3 separate regions of the Ovis aries genome follow, and regions 1 and 2 are each linked to region 3. A link is a contact called in public Hi-C data. All regions are on one chromosome and are shown on one strand. Each heading gives the region's core, a stretch centred on a gene start, on an enhancer-like site or on the middle of the called end of the contact. The rest is flanking DNA. Distances are from core to core; before and after follow the strand shown.

Region 1 (3,123 bases), core at 270-2,769, 240 kb after region 3:
CCTTGCCCTCCAGGAAATATACTGGCAATATTTGGACACTTATTCTCACAATTGGGTGAAGGCAGGAATTGCGTCCCTGCTGGCATCTAATGGATAGAAGCCAGGGATGCTGCTAAACATCCCACAAAGCAAACAAGACAGCTACCACAATAAGTATGTCAGTATTATTGTGAATTTTGTGAAAGTCTACTTTGGATCTGTTTACAAATAAGCCTAATTAATATAAGAATTACAGGATAGACAGCTTTCTTCTTCGATGTAGGTTAACTGTTGATATTCAGTTTTGATAAAGTGGGCAAAAAGTTAACCAAACATTAACAAAACATGAGTTTAAATTTAAGTGATTATTTTCTCCAAAAACAGATGGCAGAACCATTACCCTCTAAAGTTTCCTGCAAAATGTGCCTGTCAAGAGTCTGTGCATAAAAACTTTTTTCTTTTTTTTGACAGGGCAGAATACTTTAAAAAGGAATAAGAAATGGATTTTTCTGACAGTGAAATAATGTTAGTAATGGCCTTTGGATACGAAGGGAAGTTTTAGAACAAATGTTTACCATTTAACCATTCATATATGATGTCTGTAAATCTGGCTCCGGTTTTGAGTTTTATGTGGCTCTCATTCCCCTAATACAATACTCTTTATTCTTTCAGGCGACAAACAACAAAACCCGTTTCCTGCACAGACAATACACCCTGACAACTGGCAGTGTCACTCTTCAAACTGAGGAAAAACTAGGACTAGAAAACGTTCAACTGGAAGGCATTTCCAGTGAAAAGTCTTGCTAATTAAAAAAAAAAGGAATTGCTGCTGTCTCAAAAGTATGCAACTGGCGTTTCAAACCTCTACATTCTACGACTTCTTGCAGGAGGTTGGGGGGACAGAGAGGCAGGATCACTTCATTTGTTCCAAATTCGTCGCTCTAAAGGCAAGTTATGAGAAGGCCGTCAGGAAGGTCCTTCGCTAAAGCTGGGCGGCTGGGGAAGTCTTTTATTTTTTCTTATTCGGCCCCAGCTCTGACACGGGAAAGTGAGCGCAAGGTTGAAGAAAACGCAGTCCATCCATCACGTAGGCAACTCCCCTGCAGGATTCTAATTAAGTGTGCAGGCCTGACTTTCCCTCCAAATCCGGGCCTCAGGTGTTCCACCCGGAGTTTCTCTTCAGCCGCCCCTCGCCAGAGAGTCTCGGAAGAGAGGAGCATTCACACATAAAGAAACTTAAACTGCCCGAGCCTCCCACTGAAGAAGATTCACCGCCAGTCTGAACTTGTAGGTGGGGAGGCAAAGCCCCAAAGCTTCCCCACCCTGGGAAAAACCTCTGGCTCCAAAGGTCCTTCCGTCCGGCTTAGCCTGATCCAGTACCCCTCCCTCCCGCGCCGGCGCTTACCCAATACCAGCCGGGCTACGTCCGAAGGTAACAGCATGATCGAAGCCCCAGAAGGAACCGTAGGAGACGAGACTCGGATAAAAACCAACACAGCGACAGCCCCTGCGCCGCATCTCCCGGTTCCAGTGGCGGCACTGAACTCGCGGCAACTTGTCCCGCCTCTTTCGCTCCCCGCCAGCCAATCGCTTCCGCCGGAGAAAGAAAGGCGCCGAAAAGAAACCCGCCTACGTTCTACTTGGAGCTGTCGTCACATCCGCCCTCACATTTGGATGGGGGCGGGGCGGGAAGGCGGGAGCGGAGAGGCAGAGCCGGCGCTAGAGGGCGAGCGGAGGATGCAGGGCCGCACGCCATTGGCTGACAGGGCGCACGCGTGTTTCCCTCAGACGAGCCCTGTGTTTGGGAAAGCGATTCTTGGGAGTGTAGAGCGTACGTGTTTGGCCAGCGTGGGCAGACAGTGCCCCGGCGCCAGTCAGCCTTAGTGCTTCCTTTGGAAACGTACGCTGCACGATCACTCCAGGTTTGATCCGAAAGCCGGGATAGTGCTTGGACAGCCGGCTCGGGCCTTGGGGGAGGCAGGTTGAGCGGGCTTGTAGGCTGCGGACATCACCGCTTACAGAGATTCCGCTTCGGCCGAGTCCAACTGTAGGGCCGCTGAAGAAGATGGCTTGACTAATCATCTTTTTCTCCCCTCTTATAACTAGTAGTTTTAATCAGCGAGCAATTTGTGGAGGCTTAAACTGCATCTCCTGATTAACAGCTTGGGCTTTGGAATCACTCTCCAGTTCAAAATTCTGACTGTCGGCTGACTGTACTACCTTCCCTGTGGTAATTTTATCCTGTGGTAAGTGTCGTGGTCTGTGTGGGGGTTGGAAAAGAATTTCGAGGCAGGAGGCAGAATGAGAGGCTGCTACTTCTAAGTCGCTTCAGTCGTGTCCGACTCTGTGCGACCCCACAGACGGCAGCCCACCAGGCTCCCCCGTCCCTGGGATTCTCCAGGCAAGAACACTGGAGTAAGTCGCCATTTCCTTCTCCAGTGCGTGAAAGTGAAGTCGCTCAGTCGTGTCCGACCCGCAGCTACCCCATGGACTGCAGCCTTCCAGGCTCCTTCATCCATGGGATTTTCCAGGCAAGAGTACTGGAGTGGGGTGTCATTGCTTTCTCCGAGAATGAGAGGAGAATAAAATTTATTAGAGTGGGAGCTGCTGTTAAAACAGCTGGCCATTTCAGGGGAGAGCCAAACGCTTTTGCAGGCTTGCAGCCAATTTCCATAGCCTTAAGACAGAGGAACTTCCAACTGGAATGCTGGCATTAGATGATTGGTTAGGATGCTATAGGGTGGATAGTAGGGTGGGTATCTTACATATTATGGGGTTAGGGTACTGGCTGGTTTAGATCCAGAGGGTCATGGCAACAGTTGCTATGGGGCTTGGTCAGTTCCAGAGATTTTTATCCTGTGACCGTGGTATAGGGCTCCACATTCCCCCCTCTTTTTATTTATGGGCCAAACTTTGGCCGCTTAACACCCTGCTCATGACTACCTGTCTACCTACCTTATCCTTGTCTTGGGCCATGGGGACACAGGTCACTGGGGAATGGGGCAGTGACCGCTCTGGCTTCTCCAAGCTGGGCAGGGACATTGTGGGGTCCTGAGTCCCAATGCCCACTTTCTGCCAGGGTGCATTTACAGAGGGAGATGAGAGTTCACAAAATGATAAGGCAGCTTGTTCCAGCATTGTCTG
Region 2 (3,201 bases), core at 348-2,847, 140 kb after region 3:
TGTCTAGACCTAGCCTGGGAGGAGAGAACACAGACCCCACCTCTAATTGGAGGAGTGAGCATAAGTCATATTGAAAGAAGAACTTGTATGGTGAGCTAATTGTATGATTAGGCCATTCTCTTGCTGGCTGTACATCCCCTTCACAGTCAGACCCTGCTTCAGCTACATCCTACTCACCTGACTGATCTTGCCTCTTAATCATAGAACCTGATCAGTAAGTGCCTACATAGTTGCCCCCACCCCAGCTATTGACTGTTGTAATCTTTAAATCAGAACAACTTCACAAAGATGGTTTATCAAAGGGGCAGTGAGGGTTGTGCTCTTCTGCTGGTTTCCCTTCTGCTGGTAACCAATGAGCCATCCTGATATCAATTTTCTTTGTAACAATTCCCTCTTCTGACAGGGAAGACTCTTGCCACGGCCAACCTGCCATCTGCCACACATAAGAGTGTTTCTCTGTAGAACCCTCTTGCTTCTGGTGTAAGTAAGATTCCTTATCCAATAAACCATTGATGTCTCTCTTGCTAACTCTGTGTTCCTTCCATCTTGAGGCTGAGCAATTAAAAGGCTTTCAGTGCTGCTGGGCTCAGGTCAACCCTAACTTTAAGTGTGGTCAACTTTGAAAAATACAATCTCCCACTTGTTACAAAACCTAATTAAGGGTGGGGATTTTACTTTAGGAAAAACGTGTGTTTGCCTTGTGGTAAGTAAAGTCCTCGGGATACCCCTATGTTCTGCGTAAAATAAATATAGAGAATTCCTTGGTCCGCCAGTGGTTAGGACTCTGCACTTTCCCTACTAAACGTCTGGCTTCAATCCCTGGTTGGTGAACAAAGATCCCACAAGAGGCACAGACCACGACGCCCCCCCCCACCACCCCGGGAAAAAACCCCAGACAACAACGACAACAGCAAAACAAAAGAAATATAAAAAAATAATAAAGGAAAATAATGTTACAAAGTAATAAAGTTTTGCTTTCTCCAGATGAAGATCCAAAATTAAGCAATGGGTTCCCCAAAAGCCAGAATAATCATAGTTAACAGTATTATCATTCTCTGGAAATATGTATAAGAAAGCAATACCACATAATTATTCCAGTCCAGACCCCACCTCTACCACTTTCCACGCAATCATGGACAAAAAAACATTAACTTCTTTGTATCTGAGCTATCTCATTAGTTAAAGAGTAGATAATAACATGTAATTTATGGAGTTTTGATGAAGGTTAATATAGCTAATTGTTCAAAGTCATTAATGTTTTCTATTCCTCTTCGTCCTCCTACTTAAGCAATTGAAAAATTATCATAAGTGAAAAGCTAAACTGGATTGCTTAAAAATATTTTCATAAATTTCCTTTGTGCTTTGCGTGTATAAGTGAGAAAAACAGGCTCAGGTTACACATAAACCACGGGGCCTCAGTCAGAAGTGGCAGGAAACCAACCCAGCGCCACGTCAGGCGGCTTTTGCACAGGCGCCTCCGCCCCTCGGAGGCTCCAGCGCCAAGCCCCGCCCGACCCCGCCTCCGCTGCCGGCCAATGGCCGCCGGCCGTCGCGGTCCGAGGCTGCTATTGGAAGAGGCGGTGCAGCGGAAGGAGCTGAGTCGGGGTCGCGCCGCGCAGCGCCGCGCCTGCTTGCCCTTCTAAGCCGGAGACAGAAGTCGGCGGTCATGCCTGTGTTAGCGGCTCTTCTGCGGCGCGGCGCGTGCGGGCGCGGCCTCCTGCTTCAGAGGCGGGTGCAGGTGAGAGGGGCTGGGACTCGCTTCGTGAGGCCTTGGCTGCGGCCGCGCGGCCGGAAGGAGCCCTCAGTGCGGGCCTCGGGAAGACCTCCGCCCCCGCCCCGAACCCTGCGCTCGCGTCCTGAAGCGCAGGCTCCTGGGCAGCGCTTCCATTCGCCGCGGCCCTGTCGGAGTGTAGGCGTTGGTTTCTAGTGTCAAAGCGTGCAGGTGTTCTGACGCGCAGAAAGGTCCGGGACTTGGTCTCGACCTTGCCTGACGGGTAGCGAAGTCCGGTAAAACTGCTTCCCAGCTGTTTCTGGAAACATATCTGTGGACGTTACTGTCAAGAGGTTTTAATTTGATGCCGTAGGTAGTCATTTTGGGTTTACAGAGTGATAATAAATCGATGTGTCAACTCGGAGCAACTTCAGACCTATTAGGGAAAATAAACAGCTTCTCGGTTTCTTGATGCGTAGCGCTTACGTACCAAGGGTTTCCAAAGCCTTGTTTCTGTTCTGGCTTGTTGTGCTTAGGAAACACAGGAGCGACAGCCTTGGAAGAATCTACTATTTTCCATCCATCAGAGCAAGCTAGCTCGCATCACAGGTTTAGGGTCTGGCAAAAGCCAAGGAGTAGGTCTAGAATTTCAGGGTGTGGTTGTGAGGCGTGACTTTTCTAGTTCGGTTGGAGCAGTAAAGTTTGAAATCTAGTTCTATTGTTAAGAGTTTGAGTTTGACTTAAGTCAATGAGGACCGTTTATATTTTTGTTATTGTCGTAGTTAGAGGTCTAGGACGATTGAAGTGGGGGGAAATCGCAAGAGATTGTGAGAGAATAAATATAGAACTTGTCGAATGCAGAGTGAGAGTGAAGAACCAAGGGAAAAGGAAAAGTCTAAAATTAATCCTGGGTGACTGAGATAATAGAAGTCAGCATAACCTAAGTTTCAAACCAGAGTTTACTAGGTGAATTAGGTGAAAATAGGTACGTAAGTTTGTAAAAAAACAAAACATAAACGAAGTGCGGAACCTTCTTAATTTAGTTTAATTAACAGCTCAAAATCAAACACAAATGTTGCTGATGAGAAAAATGAAGATTATATAGAGTGTGAGTTGTGGTGTTCATTTATTACTTAAGTGGTCATATACTGAAGCATGGAGATACAGTTTGTTTTAACAGGATTTTCAGTATTCCGTGCCGTTTTGTGGAATGAAAGGTAATCTGTAACCTGTTAACTGGCTTTTTCTCGTTTGCCTTCGAAAACACACAGATCTCCCTTAATCGGCAACAGACTTTTATGGACTTAGAGTTTTTTGCTTTCCAACTGGAATTGCTTTTTTCTTATGGTCAAAAGAGTAGTCCTCCTTGTCACCCTTGTTTACATCCATTTCCCTTTAAACCTCTGCAGTTAGATTTCTAAACTACTCAACTGAAGGGTATCAGTGCATTTCATTTCCTGTGTTTCTTCTTCTTGACCTTTCTTTATACT
Region 3 (3,149 bases), core at 619-3,118:
GTGAAGGCACTCAGTCGTGTCCGACTCTTAGCGACCCCATGGACTGCAGCCCACCAGGCTCTTCCGTCCATGGGATTTTCCAGGCAAGAGTGCTGGAGTGGGGTGCCATTGCCTAGTGGCTCTGAATCCTTGTTCTACCATGTAGTCATTGTTTAATCATGCCTAGATTACTCTCTAATAAATCACTGTAAAATGTAGGCCACCTAGGTGGCATGATTGTGTCGATCTAATGAAATACAAAAGCTTTCTAAATCCCCTTCTCATTGGATTCACCACAGAGTAGTCAGACCAATCACGTTGAAATGGGAGTCTGATCATACCACTCCTCTGTTCAGAAACCTGCAATGATTGCCCATCTCACTGAGAATAAGAGCCAGTCTTTGCTGTGGTCTACAAGGCCCGAAAAGGCCTTCTGCTCTTCTTACTCTCTCTCTAAACACACTAACCTTCTAACTAACTGTTCCTCTGAAACTCTGGGCAACTTGCCACCTGTGCTCCCCCCATTGCTGTCCTCCCAAATATGTCCTGGCATTCTCCTTCACCGCTTTCAAGTCTTTTTGCTCAAATGCCATCTTCTCAGTGAGATCTACTTGGATCCCTCTGTTTAAAACTGCATTCCTCTTCTCTGCTTTATTTTACTCTATTCAGTTCAGTTCAGTCGCTCAGTCGTGTCTGACTCTTTGCGACCCCATGAATCACAGCACGCCAGGCCTCCCTGTTCATCACCATCTCCTGGAGTTCACTCAGACTCACGCCCATCGAGTCCGTGATGCCATCCAGCCATCTCATCCTCTGTCGTCCCCTTCTCCTCCTGCCCCCAATCCCTCCCAGCATCAGAGTCTTTTCCAATGAGTCAACTCTTCTCATGAGGTGGCCAAAGTACTGGAGTTTCAGCTTTAGCATCATTCCTTCCAAAGAAATCCCAGGGTTGATCTCCTTCAGAATGGACTGGTTGGATCTTGCAGTCCAAGGGACTCTATAGCTCTAACTTATTTCTCACATTTTATGTATGAATGAACAGTTCGGAAATGTGTAGAATACAATACTGGGTATATTGTTCAATTCAGTTCAGTCGCTCAGTTGTGTCCGACTCTTTGCGACCCTGTGAATTGCAGCACGCCAGGCCTCCCTGTCCATCACCAACTCCTGGAGTTCACTCAAAATCACGTCCATCCAGTCGGTGAGGCCATCCAGCCATCTCATCCTCTGTCATCCCCTTTTCCTCCTGCCCCCAATCCCTCCCAGCATCAGAGTCTTTTACAGTGAGTCAACTCTTCACATGAGGTGGCCAAAGTACTGGGGTTTCAGCTTTAGCATCATTCCTTCCAAAGAACACCCAGGGCTGATCTCCTTTAGAATGGACTGGTTGGATCTCCTTGCAGTCCAAGGGACTCTCAAGAGTCTTCTCCAATGCCACAGTTCAAAAGCACACACAGGTATATTGTAGATTCTACATATAAATTATATTCCCTTTATTTGGCCAGTGGTTTGAGGTCTGAAGTGATAAAGCGTAGGGGTCTTAGGGTATAGGATGTGCTGGTATACCTGATCAACCTCTTAGAGGTTATTTCAGTGCCAGGCCCTCTTGAGTAGAAATATTAATAGTTAACACGTTCGTGCATGGATTCATTGATTCATGCAAACAAATATTTCTTGGGGCCCTTCTATGCGCCAGTTCTTGAAAACAGCTATTACAAGCATTTCACTCAGGATAACGTCTTTTTCGTAACCTCCCCACAGCACGCGGCGGTGGAAGACACATACTCCTGCCAGCAGAGGGCGTCCCCTCGCCCTCGCGGCGTGTTCTGGGCCCACGACGCTTTCAGGCTCCCACGCTCGCTCCCGAGCGCGGCCCCGCCTGCCGCGTCACGTGACGCGGCCGCCGAACCAGAGCGGCCGGTCCCAAACCGAGCTAAATTCGTTGCCAGTGGCCTCTGCGGGTGCCACCACAGAGGCTCATCTGAAGGAGTGGGGAGGCTCGTGGAGCCGATGCTTCCTCTTCCGATTTCAGGTCGGCTCCTGTTCCCTCTCACCTTTCGCCGCTGCCGTCTCCCCGAGTGTTTGCATGAGCTCTCTCGTACGGGGAGGCCCCGGTGACCATGTAGGGAGGGAAGAGCGAGGAAGCTCCGGGAGTGAGGGACGAGGTCAGCGCTGTGTGCACGCCGGCGCCCACCACATCCACAGTGCGGGCCGGGGGGCCCCTCGGCCCAGGTGGGACACTCGGGCCTGCAGTAGTGGCCTGGCACGGAGCTCCACGAAATCTCGCGCGGTCTCGCGAGAGTCTAAGTTGAAGGAATATGGCGACGTCTAATCTGTTAAAGGTAAGACCCTCAGTCCGTCTTGGATTTCTACTCCGGGAGCGGTGGGTTCAGCTCTCGGGGAATGGCTCGGTTCTGGTTCAGCGGCGAAATGGGGGAGTGTTCAGGGGTTGTCTACCGGAAGGGAAGCCAGGGAGGCAGCCGCCGAGGAGTGGAACGCGATTCTCCGGCCTTGGGGTCGAGAGGCCCTGGTTGTCCCTGGTGCCGGTTGCCTGGTGTATGAAAGGCCCGGCCGAGGGCCGACGGCGGGCAGTGGTCTCAAGGGGCCAGCGCTGGCTCGGGACCCCGGAAGAAAGGTGGTGCAGCGTCCTGACGGATCGGTCAGTTAGTGTCCTTAGGGTCTCAGTTTCTTCTGAAGCGGGAGTCTTGAGACGCATTAAAAAAAAAAAAAAGAAAAGAAAATCCCAGAAAATGTTGCTAACAGGTTTTAATGACTTGGATCCCCACCTCCTCAGTTTCTCTTCTCATTCTGTCTGCGCGGAATTCCAAGTCAGACGGCAGCGCCTGAAGCCCCAACTCCCTCCCTTAACTGCGGGCTACACCTTCTCTTCTGTTCTTCCTTTCTTGAGTTCGTATGTTTACCCTTTTTAACTTAGGAAACTGTTCCTCAACCCCATTACAGCACGCAACCAGATGACTACAGTGGAAGCACTGCCGTTGTCTTAGGGCTTAGGAAAGTTGCCTTATCAAAGACAACCGTTAAAGTTAGTTTTATGTATTTGGGATAGCAAGGGGGATCTAGGCCTAGAGAAGCGGATTCTTTACCATCAGTTACAAAGTTGAGAGGAGAAGGAGGAAGACCTGACACTAGTTTCGTCTGTGGTATGTTTG

The links. Hi-C and Micro-C count contacts between places; a contact is called where the count stands out from the background.
Region 1: a contact with region 3 is called in a Hi-C map of tail adipose tissue, with 2.2 times the contacts expected there. The contact joins the promoter of LOC101104855 here to the promoter of CUL5 in region 3. A contact is called at or near these places in 4 of 16 Hi-C or Micro-C datasets (blood, liver, muscle and 1 more).
Region 2: a contact with region 3 is called in a Hi-C map of muscle, with 4 times the contacts expected there. The contact joins the promoter of ACAT1 here to the promoter of CUL5 in region 3. A contact is called at or near these places in 4 of 16 Hi-C or Micro-C datasets (blood, hypothalamus and muscle).

What each region holds. Positions count from the first base shown.
Region 1 is chr15:17,516,685-17,519,807 of ARS-UI_Ramb_v3.0, forward strand. LOC101104855 (protein NPAT) reads right to left here and starts at 1,520. Exons shown (of 17, transcript XM_060399691.1): 1 at 1,385-1,520. The coding sequence starts at 1,421. ATM (ATM serine/threonine kinase) reads left to right here and starts at 1,766. Exons shown (of 64, transcript XM_060399690.1): 1 at 1,766-1,879; 2 at 2,089-2,225.
Region 2 is chr15:17,411,102-17,414,302 of ARS-UI_Ramb_v3.0, forward strand. It overlaps ACAT1 (acetyl-CoA acetyltransferase 1), which reads left to right and starts at 1,598. Exons shown (of 12, transcript XM_027979167.3): 1 at 1,598-1,738. The coding sequence starts at 1,667.
Region 3 is chr15:17,271,835-17,274,983 of ARS-UI_Ramb_v3.0, forward strand. CUL5 (cullin 5) reads left to right here and starts at 1,869. Exons shown (of 18, transcript XM_042232882.2): 1 at 1,869-2,321.